Linked DNA regions of Mus musculus: regions 2, 3, 4 and 5 are each linked to region 1. A link is a contact called in public HiChIP or PLAC-seq and promoter capture Hi-C data. All regions are on one chromosome and are shown on one strand. The core of a region is the stretch at or near the end of the contact, and the rest is flanking DNA. Distances in the headings are between cores, read along the strand shown.

Region 1 (2,728 bases), core at 166-2,665:
TGCAATACTTTTGGAGACCCTGCACCGTCTTCATAGAAGGAGTATGTACTGGGAAGGAAAGGAGACTTGGAATGGCCAAACTGCTGAGTCTTTGGCCTTTAAAGCTGCCTACAGATAGCTATGAGACCACTCAGTGAGCTGCCATCCATGATGGGGTGCACTTTTCTGTGATGTGCCTGCCTTTGAGTCAACCCTGCTCCTGTGAGTAACCCCTCGCCCATCCTCCTGTTAGCAGCCCCGATAAAGACTAACCGACAGAGCTAGTCAGACTCTTGTGCAGTGTGCTCTGGTCTTCGAGATATAAGCTCTTAGAGTGAAAATAAAATCCTAGTATTGATCATAGTCTGGCTTGCCTAATGTGATGGCCATGACTCACACAACCGCCATACCTCACGTGAAGTCCGGCTCCATCTCAGCCAATGTGGAGCAGTGGTGGAGCACAGTGGCAGATTGACAGCTGCCAATAACGGCAGCTCGTCTCAGTACCACACAATACCACCATCCTTTTCACTCTGAGAACAAACCAACTAGACCGAAGGCCAGTGAAGTGGAAAAGACAGATACGACTCTTATCTGGGAAACCCGTGGGAACAGTAAGAGCGGGGCTTCCCGATCCTGTATTTGTTTTATGGTGTTTAGAGGAAAGTGGGAATTTCCATCCTGCTGAACCTACAGAGTTATCCTGAAATAACATTCTTTGCTCGTTGTAAGGAGATGATGGTACTTAAGTTTGTCTGATTCTGTTTTTTTTTTCACGAAGAGATTTAAAACCTTGGAGAAGAGTGAAGGGCGGATCTACTCAAAGGATTCTGGCAGAGGGCCTGAGAGATGCCTCAGCAGTTCAGAGAACTTGCTGTTCCCCCGGAGGTTCTGAGTTCTGTGCGACCACTCCTAACTCCAGCTCCAAGAGATATGCGCCCCCTCCTGACCTCTGCAGGTAACAGCACATACACACAGACACACACACACACAGACACACACACACACACACACACACACACACACACACACACACACACACAGCAGGCACGAGTGCACCTATCCTGTAAGCCATCATAATGGATTACCTCTGTAATATACGTTCTATTGGATCTGTTCCTCTAGAGAACCCTGAGTGATATGCCCCTCGAATGCCCCTCAAAGTCTCAGGTTTTGAGTCTGGCAGTTTTGTTGAGAAGTAGATGGATAAGAAGGATACCAACCACACCAACAGACCATTCTACTGATGACTTCATCATTGAGTGTGTTTTTGGGAGGTATGACCTAACTGGAAGTGGCGGGTTGGGAGGGTACCTTTGAATGGCTTACCTTGCCCGAATTCACATGCTGTTACCCAGCTGCAGTGAGATCAGAAGCCCTGCTCCACCCCGACTGCTTTCCTCCACATTGTTCTCTATTGTTTTTCCAGCAGCTGTGACCAAATGCGAGAGAAGGAGGTTTTCTTTTGGATCATGGTTTGCGAGTATAGTTTGTCACAATCATGAAAGCATCGCGATGGGAGTGGCTATCAGGCATGGCAGTGGGAGTGGCTATCAGGCATAGCAGTGGGCGTGGCTCACAGGCATGGTAGTGGGAGTGGCTAGCAGGCGTGGCAGCAGAAGCATGAGGCTGCTGATTCACATCTCAGCGGACCAGGAAAAGGAGAGGAGGGAATGACGGAGCTCAGAGGCTTTCTCCTCTCCCGTTTTTTTTATCCAGCCAAGTCCTCTTTTTATCCAGCCAAGTCCGCAGTGCATGGGAAGGTCTCTACTATGTTCAGGAAAGGTCTTACCCTCTTAGTCATTCCTCTCTAGAAAAAGGCTCACAGATAAGTTCAGAGGTAAGGTGTGACTCACTAATGCCTTGGTGGTTTCTTAATCCAATAAAGTTGTTGATCAGAGTTAGACCATCACATAGTCTGCATCACTATAATTCACAGACAAGGGAACCAGGTGACCATAGGACTGAAATAACTAAACTATGAGCTCAAAGGAAACTGTTCTTTAAAGTTTTTCTCCGATAGTCTTTGAGTTTTTGTAGTACCTACAACTAATGTACAGCTATCAATGTATAGATATGTTTCTCCTGTGAGCTGATACTCTTATCCTGTTCGCTATTATAGGATGGAGCTGGAGCCTTCAGCAGATGCTGAGGGAAGGTTTGAGGCTGATCCTGGGTGCAGAATTGTGCCCAGTTCTTCCCACCTGATTGTTCATCTACTGCAAACTGGGGCTCGTTTTTCCCTTTGGAAAAATAATCACATTTTGCTGCATTGGAAAGCATGGCTAAGATTGATTCCTGCAGTAATTTAACAGAACCTGAAGCTTTATAGACCTTCTGTCTACAGGACTTCTGACTACACAGAACGTGTCTTTAGGATGTGCCCTTCTTTTCCCTGTTCTGATAGAACTGACTGTGCAAACTAAGGCAGCTTTCAGATGCTATTCCACTCACTGGCAGTGCCATTTGTGCCTCTGAACAGCAACAGGCTGAGGTCTTCCAAAAAACTAGGGAAGAGTGGTAGATCCAGAGGTCTGAGCCTCTCGATTCCTGGGGTGGACACGTTAGGGTGTCTATTGTGAAAGACCGGGGGGAGTGAAGATATGCTCAGGAGATCCCATGGGCTTTGAAGACCTTTGGCATGGCTCTCCATTCATAAAAAGCTGCTTCATTCAGAGCTGTGGCTTCAGAAGTCTGGATGCAGTCAGTTCCTGGCTGGCTGGGAACAAGGAGTTAACTTGAGGCTGGT
Region 2 (2,728 bases), core at 96-2,595, 250 kb after region 1:
ATCCCCCACGATCAAGGATGGTCTAGTCTTCCAGTAATAGTAGCCTTGAGCTGCCCTGAGTCAGAATGAGCCGGATAAACTGTTAAATGTAGGAAAAACGTGGATAGAAATAGATAATGCAGAACGGAAAAGGTTTATCTTTATAATCCACTCTAGAACTGGATGGTATATTCCCAAAAGATGTCTGTTAACACTGCAGTCCTTTCTAGAATCTTGGTTTTGTCCCTTCCCTTCCCTCCCCTCCCCTCCCCTCCCCTCCCCTCCCCTCCCAGGTGTGATGGACTGACACTTTTAATCCCAGCCTTAGAAGGCAGAGGCAGATGATTCTCTCTGAGTTCCAGGCACTATAAACTAAAACTTTGAAAACCAAACAGTCTGTCCAAAAACATAATTAAAAAAAAAAAAAAAACCAAAAAACCTGTCAAACAATATTTGTTGTATCAATTACAAACAAATTGTACTTAGAATTAGAAGAAAGTCTCGAATTTTACAAAGTTCAACAAGCCACACAGGCTGACTGATCTAAATGTCCTGTCTAACATCTTTGTTCTACTAAAATGTCACTTTTTTTTCTTAGAAATAGTTGCCTTTCCTCTTCTTAGACAGATATTCCTATATGAATTTAGTCTCATCTACTCAAGAGACTGAAATCAGTCTGGAGTACAGAGTTTCAGGACAGTCAGGGCTACACAGAAATACCCTGTCACACACACAAAACAAAAACAACAACAAAACCCAAAAAATAAATTAATGAATAAATAAACCAACAAGTGAATACATAAATAAAAATATACTTCATGCCTTATCATTTCAGTTTATTTCATTGTGCCTTGTTAATTAATTTCTAGCAAACATAAATCAAAAATTAAGTATTTTAAGCCGGGCATGGTGGCGCACGCCTTTAATCCCAGCACTCGGGAGGCAGAGGCAGGCGGATTTCTGAGTTCGAGGCCAGCCCAGTCTACAAAGTGAGTTCCAGGACAGCCAGGGCTATACAGAGAAACCCTGTCTCGAAAAACCAAAAAAAAAAAAAAAAAAAAAAAAAAAAAAAAAAAAAAAAAGAATTAAGTATTTTTACGTAAAATAAAGGATTTGAGAATTTCTCAGGGACAGATCTTTCTCTCTCTCAAAAAAATTTACAGTAAAGATTTTGTTTTATCCGGGCAGATGTGACTCTCAAGGAGCCAAAGTGCCTGGCCACTAGTCAGCATAGCCACTAGTCAGCATAGCCACTAGTCAGCATAGCCACTAGTCCGCATAGCCACTAGTCCGCATCGTCTGCAGAACTGTTTCTCGGAGGCTGGTTTTGTCTGTAAGCAGCCTCTGCTGAAGATCCATGCACTTAGGATTGTGTCTGCATAACTACCGCTCCCTAGACGTTTCCATCATCTTTGCTTACTTTGCATGGGAGGGAGCCTCTGAAACCCAGTCCTCACAAAGACGTTTCTAGAAAGCACTGGCTCTCCACCAATTAAGGAAAATCAGATACCTTTTGCTCTCTGTGGGTTCAGGGACGAACTGACTAGAGACATAGCCTCCTTAAAGAACTCGTCTCTTTCTTCCAAGTGAATCTCTAGACCACCAAGCGCACTAATTTTCAAGTATAAGAGCCAAACGCACTGCAAAACCCAATGACCAGACATTCCCCTTTCACCAGCTGTTTCCCATTACCCTAACCTGTGATCTTCCCTAAATAGTTTGAATAATCGAGTAGACCTAATTGACAATTAAGGCCTGCGATTTCTTTATCGTTTGGGTAACTTTATGGACTTACCACTTGTCAGTTTCACAACCAAACTCATGGCTGCATTATAAATCTAGATTATTTACTGCCCAGTGCATCAGGATTATACGGGACCTCGGCTGAAAGGAACAGAAACAGAGCTAAGCATGGCGTTAGATGCTTGCCCTCGCCATCATTTCCCTTAGCCTTAAATCAGTTCCATGGGAGAGGAGGTGCATCTAGCTAGTTCACAGAAGTATGCGACAAGTGGTAATTTATATAAGAGATTAGAGTTGAAAGTAGATTTGTCTTGAGATCAAAATCACAAATAACTACAGCGATCATTATTTTATCCCTCTCCCCATAATTTTAGGCCTGTTGCATTTAGAAAAAAAAAGAAAGAAAGAAAGAAAGAAAGAAAGAAAGAAAGAAAGAAAGAAAGAAAGAAAGAAAGAAAGAAGGTGGGTTTACGGGCTGTTCTTTAATCAATGGCATCGTTATCCGTTACAGCAGATTTTATTCTGAAGACTTGCAATTTCCTTAAAAGATTCTATCGACTTTCCTGTTGCCCCTTGAAGCAAGCCAGGTCTATCGACTCCGCAATCGGCTCTGATAATTAGAGAAACAACGCAGGTCCAGAGGGAGCATTTCCTAGTGATTATATCATAGATACATAATAATATCTTTCTAAGCTAAGCAGGAAAACATTCTCAGAAGCATATTGTTCGGGTCAGTGACTTTAAAGGAATTCCATAGGATGAATAGCCCCTCTGTCAGAATAAAAGCTGTGGTGTAAATTCCATTATGACTCTCTTCTCTCAGTCACTTGGAACCTTCTCAAAAAGTCTCTTTCCAAGTGTCCCTGGTGGCTGCTTCTCAAATGTGATTTTTTTTTAAGTGAAAGGAAAATTTGTTTCGCCATCCAAGAAGGAAATAGCTATTCAACCACTTAAAAAAAAAAAAAGACTTTTAACTATAAGTACTTCAAAACGGAAACTTTCAAAT
Region 3 (2,728 bases), core at 95-2,594, 210 kb after region 1:
TCGAACCACAAAGTCACGCCTAACGTAGATTTGCCCATTGGCTGCAGGCCGGGCGCCCCTCAGTCTGAGGGGGGCGGAGTCTGGAGGGGGTGGAGTCTATCGGCAACTGGGCCACTGCTCCCACCCTTCTAGGGGACCCTTGTTTGGCGGTTTCTTTTTCCTCTTTGGGAAAAAGTTACCAACTTCATTGGCGTCGCTGCTCTGCAACTAGTCCCTCCAACCCCGCTCCCGGAGGCTGAGCTCAGATGCTCCGCAGACGCCGCCCAGCGGTCCAGGCCAGGGGCCCCGTGCCTCTGTCGGGGTCGCCTTTTCTCTGCTTGCACCCACGGCTACACCGATCTGCACAGCAGCATGGAGCCCGCACGCTGCCGGGTCCCCTCTCCTGACGTACACCTACCCCACCCCCTAACCAGTAGGACACTCTCCATCCTACTCCGGGTCCTCTTACGTACACCACCTTCACTCTCACCGAGGCTACCTAGAGTCACAGCCTCCTCCCTCCCGGTGGTGGCCGCCTTCTGTGCGTTCCCTAGGGTTCGTCATGCGCTAAATCTCCTGGCTCACATTTAGGGATCATATCCCCGCGCGCGCATTTTCCGAGATCACCCACGTGCTCTCATTCTCATTCTGCCCCAGCAACGGCCCGCATTGCGCGGTGGCCCCTCGAGCCGCGGATCGTGGGAACCAGGCTGGGCCCCTTCGTCCCTGTCCCTCCTAGGTCATCCATCTCCCACCCAGTCTGCTGCCGAGACTTCAAAGGCGCCCCTGCCGGCGCGGGCCCCCTGACCCCGTGCGCAGAGCAGACGGCTGGGGCGCTCGGCGCGGAGGGAGGCCAGTTGGCTCATCCAGACACGCTCGGTCCTGCAAGTGGCTGCGTGGGTACCGAAACGGCCTTGGGTCTAGCCGTACAATAGCCTCTGACAAGGCCGTACCACGCTCGGGCCACCTAGGGTTGTCCCCCACCCCCATTCCCAACCCTCCGCCAGCAAGGTCCTTGATTCGTTTCTTCCGGAAGGAAATCTGGATCAGGACTGACTCCTTTCCAAGCAGAATAAGAAAAATCGTTCCCAGCGCTTGCTCCCCCTCCTAAAAATAAAATAAAATCAAATCAAAATAAAAATAAATAAGAGTCTCCCCTGACACTTAAGCAGCACTTCCTTCTTTCTTCCCTCCGTCCCATTCGGACACCCCTAATTGACAGACTCTAATCCCCGGATCGGAACTACTTCTGCCGGGAAGATTTGGCCGGCTTTTCCTTTTCTCTCAGCATTCCTGAAAAGCCAATTCGTTCTGAGCTGCGTTGATGGAGGGCAGGGGGGAGGAGGGTTACTTCCAACTTCTGGCACCACCTGGGTGGTCGCCATAACCCAGCGGTTCCCTGTCAGCTGTGTATTCTCCTCCACTCTATAAAGGCGGCTTTGCGGGAATCGTTAAGGCTCTTCGCCATCGATCTGCGGGGTACATGTATTGATTTATACTTATAATCAACTACAGTGTGAGATTTCGGGGAGGGTGATGGTGTGTTCCCGGTGCATAACTAACTGTGGCTGTGTGTTTGGAGATGTTGAGTTCAAGCGAAACAGCTTTTTGCATGAGGCTCTCTAAACATTCTTTTTCACACACTTAAAAATATTAAGGCTGTGCTCCACAGTTCAGCATTTTGATTGGCTGTGGTTTTCTGTAGGTAAAACACTCCAAGAAAAGATGGGGGAGGGGGGGTTACGGGGAGGGGGCGTGTCTCAGCATAACTTCGAGTCCTTTAAAAGGAATAGGTTAAACTTAGTCGGCAGCACTAAGATACATATTATACATACAAGGGAGAACACAGAAGCCCTGAGACTGCCACTAAACAACTCAGGCTCACAGCTTTCTCCACCCTAACAATGTTTCCTCACTCTGAGGAATCATTGGTGATCTTCTGGTATGAAAGTCTGAGCTGTGAGCAAGAGAGCAAACTGGACAGGAATTGCTCAAAGGTGGAAGACATCAACTGCTCTGCCTTACACAGGATTTGTCGTCCAGTGGTGCCTGGGCCTTACGGTACCAATGTGGATGGGGGTACGCAGACCCTACCTGGAGGTAATTAGGTCTTTGGGACACCAGTCTCAAAACCTGCTAGGTTAAGGTGGTTCTTGTGGAACCCTGGTTAGTTCTGACGAGATGAGTTGTGGTCCTGATCTTGTCTAGCTTCCTATGTCATCATATAACTGCTCCCTCTCCCACGTGCGTTTCCTTTCAGCCGTCCATGAGGTGACGAGCTTAAGGCTCCTCAGAGCCCAAACCAAAGAAGTTGCCTGATCTTGGGATTTCAGTTTTCATAACTTTTAGTCAAATAACCCTTATTTCTCTATAAAATACCCAGCCTGGGGTATTTTGTTGTGTTGTTGTTGTTGCAGCAAAAGAGAAAAGACTAACTTAGGATCATCCCAGCTGGACATGGTGCTATGTGCCTTTCATCCCAGCCACTAGGAGCCAGAGTCAGGCAGATCATGAGTTTAAGGCTAGTTTGGGTTACATATTGAGTTCCAGAACAAAACTAGAGAGACCCTGTCTAAAACAAACAAACAAACAAACAAACAAACAAACAAACAAACAGAAAACCCAAAACAAAACAAAAAAACAAACAAAAAACCAAAATAAAACAGCAAAATAAGTTATTAGAATTATATCTCATTTAAAGTATGAACAGAAGTTATAAGTTTACATTTTTAGGAAAATTTAATTTTTA
Region 4 (2,728 bases), core at 121-2,620, 180 kb after region 1:
TTTGTGTATAACTAAAATATATTCCTAAGAATGTCACTACACAGCTAAATGAACAATATTAATAACATTTGAGATAGAATATAGACAAGTCTATGTTTTTCTTTGGTATTTTTGTTTTGTATCTTCTCAGAATATTAAAGTTTCTTTTAGATCAGAGGTTTTCAATCTGTAGGTCACGAGCCCTTTGGGATCCAATGACCTTTTCTCGGGAGTCACATGTCAGATAGCCTTCACATCAGCTATTTACATTCCGTTTCACAACAGCATCAAAATGACACTCATGGGGTAGTAACGAAAATAATTTTATGGTTGAGGGGTCAGGATAACATGAGGAGCTGTGTTAAAGGGCATTAGGAAGGTTGCCAACCACTGCTTTAGAACGACTTAACTGTCAAAATAACCACCGTTTACAAACAAAACATAGTAGCTAGATGATGAAATATCTTTCTTTCCTGAGTATGAACAAGATTATATTGAAAACTATAATTTAACTCTGACATATTAAATCATATTAAATATAGAGACATAGATGTGAAAGGCTCTAAGCCCCCAGACAATGATGGAGAAGGAGTTCACATCCATCTTTTTAAAATAATAATGATTCATGTAAAGCTCTTAGATGTAGTTTACAACATCTAAATTTCCATAGACTGGGTTCCTTCCTATAAGACACAGTTAAATATGCTGTCCCCCTCTCTGCGACTCTCTAATGCAATTAATTGTAGGTCCATCTAGCACAGTGGCTCTCAACCTTCCTAATGCTGTGACCCTTTAAAACAGTTCCTCACGTTGTGCTGACCCTCAACCATAAAATTATTTTTGTTGCTACTTCAGATCTTGCTATTTTTATGAATTGTAATCTAAATATCTGATATGCAGGCTATCTGGTATGCAGCCCTCAGAGGGGTCACAACCCACAGGTTGAGAAATACTGCTCTAGCGGCTTGTTTGGAAGGATCTGGCCGGACACCACCTCAAGTACACGTCAGAGCTTAGAATCCCACAACACCGCAATATTGTTTCCCATGGGTTTAAAGGCCAATAGTCTGACCTCTGTGACCTCTCTCTTGGTCTATTAGATGAGAGTAATGATTGTAATATCAACTCACTGGGTAGACTGGGAAGTGCTTTATAAACTGGCCAGTCAGTTTGCCAAAAAAAAAAAAAAAAAAAAAAAAAAAAAAAAAAAAAGATACTCATTTCTGTACTAGCCCAGTGTAAACTCACTGTGAGGGATATTTGCCCCAGTAAAGAAGGCAACAACAGCATGTACAAGCACACTGAGAAACGCAAGTCCAGTTACACAGTTGTGATTTATTGGGTCTATGGAGACGCAAGCAGTGAGGTCCAGGGCCTAGGGTGATAAATGACTTCTCCCCAGCCTGAGGCATGGTGCTTAGATCAGCACCCTGTGTGCCTGCTTGCTGAGTTGTAGTTAAGGGAAAGGAAAACACAGTACATTTCCAAAATAGCAAGGATAGCTTTAATTTATCCAACCTGGTTAGGGTCTTTTTTTCTTCTTCTTCTTCTTCTTCTTCTTCTTTTCTTAAACCATCTTTCCAATCATGGTTTTTATTAAGTATACAAGGCTTTCTCGTTCCTGTGGGTTAACCTAGCTTTCCGCTTGTGTGGAGGGACATGGGAGACAGTGAGAATGGGCCCATGTGGTGTAAAAACAATGTTTTGCTAGTTATCACCCAGGTGAAACAGACCTTAGTAGCTATTGTACTTGGGTCATAGCATCATGGGTCTTGTCTAACGCTGTCTGGCCATCAGGAAGCCTCACTATGGGAAACCTCATCTTTGCCTGGCTAACATCTCCAGAGACTAAAAATACCTTTTCTAAGTCTAACACACGAGCAAACCAACAAAGAGACCACAGAATGTTTTTCCAGCAAGCATGGCTTCCCAGATTTTTTTTTTTTAACTTTTCATTTTAAAAGCATTTCTGTTTCTTTGCATTCTCTCTGTCTCTCTCTCTCTGTCTCTTTGACTCTCTCTCTCTCTCTCTCTCTCTCTCTCTCTCTCTCTCTCTCTCTCTCTCACACACACACACACACACACACACACACACATTGAAATAATGATGTCTTCTAGGTTTTATAAATGGGTTCCTGGGCTGGCGAGATGACTCAGTGGTTAAGAGCACCGACTGCTCTTCCGAAGGTCCCGAGTTCAAATCCCAGCAACCACGTGGTGGCTCACAACCATGCGCAACAAAATCTGATGCCCTCTCCTTGAGTGTCTGAAGACAGCTACAGTGTACTTACATATAATAAATAAATAAATCTTAAAAAAAAAGAAAAAAATATTTAAAAAAATAAATAAATAAAAAATAAATGGGTTCCTTACTGCATCTTGCCTGAAAAGAGTGTTCAGCACAAGTCCTATTGTGCTGCTTGTGAAGTGTAAGGTTTCCTTAACATAAAATGAGATTTGTTGTTGTTGTTGTTGTTTATACTGAAACACCCTGACATCACACCCCTTTCTTTAAGCAGTGATATGATTGCTCTGTTGAAAAATAAGGCGATATTGAAGTTTAGGATAACTCTCGCTCAAATAAAATCAATCCTAGTGATAGGTTTAGAAACAAAGGAATCTTACATGTCTGCTTCTGCTTTCTTTGTGTTCTTGGAGGGGAAACTTCGGGAGCAGTGTGCATGAAGAGGGGATTGTTTTTGTGGAGACAAGTCTGGTATTTCAGGAAAATAAGAAAGTAATAACAGAT
Region 5 (2,728 bases), core at 137-2,636, 130 kb after region 1:
GAGCCCAGACTCCCCTTCCCTGCTCTCTGGCAGCTGTTGGCCCTGCCAGGACTCCTGGGAGGTACTGTTCTCCACTTCCAAGCTGCCTGGCTCAGAGAGAGTGGTGGGGCAAGGGAACGGGGACGGGGACTGGAGCACAACTATCCTGAAAAATCACAAATCCTATATTCATTGAAGGGAGAGAGGCCTCTGGGTGAATGGGTGCAGGCCAGAGGAGGACATGGAGTCAGGGGTGCTGAGAGCACAGGCAGCCCCCCACCCTCCCTTCCCCCGTGCTTGTGAGCACAAATCATCAGGAGAGGTTGTAAATGCAGCCACGGAAGGGGTTTAAGCCATGGGAGACATTATCTTCTTTAGATTTAAAAAGTTACTCTGGTTGTAGAAAGGATGGATGGCTATACATTTTGCTGGGTCTTCTCATTAAAAAATCATGTATTCCAGGCCCTTGGAACAGAAAGCACCTTTGAGATCAGTTAGCCCAAACCATCCCCTTTCAAAGATAAGCAAACTAAGATGTAAGAAAATTTATGATTTGCACAGGGTCATATAGCTAATAACCGTGTGCAGCTTTTAAACTTGGAGTGGGGAGGTGACAAATGACACTTTTAAGAAATCTTTCCAGGCTCTGTTTCCCTTGGCCAGCCGTGGTGTCTCCCTCTGTTCAACTCTCATCTCACCTTCTTCGTCTCTGTTACACTAGTCATTCATTTGTTACCTTGACCGCAGTGCCTTTGATTCCTGCCTCTTGGGAGAGACGGCAAAAGCAATCTCAGGGTGCAGGAAGCATGGCTTCTGATATATCTGTGACCGGCAAAGTGGTGCACCCGTGTTGTTAAGTGAATGGGTGGGTGGATTCTCTCTCCTTATGCTATAAATTAAGTATTCAGTGCCTGAATATGCGTGTCTAGATTTAACTGCTATAATTAAGGAGCTCAACGGTGCTGTCCAGAAAATCAGCCAGACTGGCTGTGGGGTAATTATTATTACATTGCTGGATTCATCGCAGGCACATTTGGCACCCGCACCTAGACACCCGGGCCCGTGTTGAGAACTTGGCTGGAGATGAGGCTATGCACTGTGTTTTGGCTCCCGGTGAAGAAACAAGCTGCAGACCACAGGTCAGTGGTGATCTAAGTCTGTGCCAGGCCTTCAGCACACAGAAGACAAACATGACTCACTGTGTCTGGGATCTCCCCTGCTCACAGACCTTGGTTTGAGGTCTGACGAGGTCTGGAAGAGACTCAGGGGCAGTGCCTAACTCGGAAGGGTACAGATTGTTTTCGCTGCGAGGTGACACACATCAGCGTTGCGAAACAGTGGAAAACTGGCAGGAGAAGATTCGAGCAGCCCTGATGCCTCTGCTCAGATGTCGCTCTCCTCCTGCCTCTCACTCTGGGCTCCATCATTACAGGGAAGCCACTGTGCTTCGTCTGCCCCAGCTGCCAGGCTGTAATGGTTATCTACCGCTGTGAAGTCGGATGTCCACAGTTACTGGCTTTGTGCCACCTCGGTGTATTGTTTGGTCATGGTTCCGTTATCTGGGTGGGGTCCTGCAGGACACTCCTCCAATGTCCTTGTCTTTACCCAGAGCTTCCTCTGAGGCCGACTTCTAGCTAAGACACGGTGGCTTTACTTAGCAGTATGTCACCACATCTGGGACAGCTGACGCTATTGTGACTGGCAGGTCTCCCCCAACCCCTATCTGTTTCTCCACCTGGGCTCTCACACATCATCACATAGCTAGCTATTCAAGGGTCCTAAGAGGAGAAAAACAAAAGTATCCTGCCTCTTAGAGCACCTTTCTAGAACATCCACAATGTCACACTGGCTATAGCCTATTAGTGACACTAAACAGGTACCAGCCTAACTCTAGGGATACAGGAAATCAAGTCCGCATCTTCCTCTAAGGAATGGCAGAGTTTCTGGCCTTTTCCAGTCTCCTCAATTAGCCATGACACTCCTGAGTCTTCACTGAATGTCCCTTACTTCAGAAAAGCCAGGAATCTGGGGCCTGTGCCAGCTGCCTCAACTCCGACATAAGTTCTTCTCCTGTGTTTTTTCTTCAACTTCATGATTGTTTGTGGGCTCGGCTGCTCCCTGGTTTAACGACCACGTGACTTCTACTAGCATAAAAGTCTGTGATGTGCAGGAAAGAGTCAACTGGTGGGGCAGAGGGAGACTTCTCTCAAGGTTGCTGCTATTCTTGCAAAAGCAACATGCAAGCCTTGGCTGATACCTGGGAAAACTGGGCCTGGGGGGGCGGGGCAGGGGATCAGGGTCTAGAGAAACAGATCCAGTAGGATGAGCATATATGCAGAAAGATACATATCTATATCTTTTGATCTATCTATCTACACACATGTATGTATGTATGTATGTATGTATGTATGTATGTATGTATATGACACCAACTAACAGGATTGCAAATCACCAACAGTGATTCCGAAATGTACAGAGTAGTTTGGTGAGCTTTAGACTCAGGAGAGAAGCCCCGCAGTTCCAGCCCTTGGGCTGGCAGGGTGAACTGACCTTACTTAAGTCCAGGAGCAGTCTTGCTCAGGGAGGTGGCCTGGGCTTGGTCTCTGGCTCACTGGGTAGGGCTCATCTGTATTATTTCTAGCCACAAAAAAAAAAAAAAAAAAAAAATCCACTGGTGTGAAAGTTTATCTCTTTCTAACCCACTGGTGTGAATGTTTATCTCTTTCTAACTCACTGGTGTGAATGTTTA

The links. Promoter capture Hi-C pulls out the DNA fragments that hold promoters and counts their contacts. HiChIP or PLAC-seq counts read pairs in DNA pulled down with a chosen protein or histone mark.
Region 2: a contact with region 1 is called in a promoter capture Hi-C map of cranial neural crest. The contact joins the enhancer-like site here to the promoter of 4921513I03Rik in region 1. A contact is called at or near these places in 4 of 39 promoter capture datasets (3T3-L1-derived adipocytes, the HPC-7 cell line, cranial neural crest and 1 more) and 1 of 484 Hi-C or Micro-C datasets (nephron progenitors).
Region 3: a contact with region 1 is called in a promoter capture Hi-C map of cranial neural crest. The contact joins the enhancer-like site here to the promoter of 4921513I03Rik in region 1. A contact is called at or near these places in 4 of 39 promoter capture datasets (the HPC-7 cell line, HPC-7-derived erythroid cells, cranial neural crest and 1 more) and 1 of 9 other capture datasets (embryonic stem cells).
Region 4: a promoter capture Hi-C map of epiblast stem cells shows a contact between it and region 1, with 2.3 times the contacts expected there. The contact joins the enhancer-like site here to the promoter of 4921513I03Rik in region 1. A contact is called at or near these places in 8 of 39 promoter capture datasets (the 3T3-L1 cell line, 3T3-L1-derived adipocytes, the HPC-7 cell line and 5 more) and 1 of 9 other capture datasets (embryonic stem cells).
Region 5: a contact with region 1 is called in an H3K27ac HiChIP or PLAC-seq map of extraembryonic endoderm stem cells. The contact joins the promoter of 4930471E19Rik here to the promoter of 4921513I03Rik in region 1. A contact is called at or near these places in 2 of 39 promoter capture datasets (3T3-L1-derived adipocytes and cranial neural crest), 1 of 484 Hi-C or Micro-C datasets (differentiating embryonic stem cells) and 1 of 115 datasets of contacts at active chromatin or transcription factors (extraembryonic endoderm stem cells).

Annotation. Positions count from the first base shown.
Region 1 is chr10:120,764,419-120,767,146 of GRCm38.p6, reverse strand. 4921513I03Rik (RIKEN cDNA 4921513I03 gene) reads right to left here and starts at 1,415. Exons shown (of 3, transcript NR_038000.1): 1 at 1,309-1,415.
Region 2 is chr10:120,512,953-120,515,680 of GRCm38.p6, reverse strand. No RefSeq gene overlaps it. Among named protein-coding and RNA genes, the nearest start is that of Gm34952, 14 kb to the left of the region's middle. Within about 2 kb of position 1,345, at least 1 of the 459 cell types and tissues checked has an H3K27ac peak or open chromatin away from gene starts, as enhancers often do.
Region 3 is chr10:120,550,652-120,553,379 of GRCm38.p6, reverse strand. No RefSeq gene overlaps it. Among named protein-coding and RNA genes, the nearest start is that of Gm34952, 24 kb to the right of the region's middle. RefSeq lists an enhancer at 1-1,422. Within about 2 kb of position 1,344, at least 93 of the 459 cell types and tissues checked have an H3K27ac peak or open chromatin away from gene starts, as enhancers often do. A contact at or near this core is called in embryonic stem cells, where this site is marked.
Region 4 is chr10:120,588,478-120,591,205 of GRCm38.p6, reverse strand. No RefSeq gene overlaps it. Among named protein-coding and RNA genes, the nearest start is that of 4930471E19Rik, 46 kb to the left of the region's middle. Within about 2 kb of position 1,370, at least 11 of the 459 cell types and tissues checked have an H3K27ac peak or open chromatin away from gene starts, as enhancers often do.
Region 5 is chr10:120,634,765-120,637,492 of GRCm38.p6, reverse strand. 4930471E19Rik (a long non-coding RNA gene) reads left to right here and starts at 1,386. Exons shown (of 2, transcript XR_003948971.1): 1 at 1,386-2,728.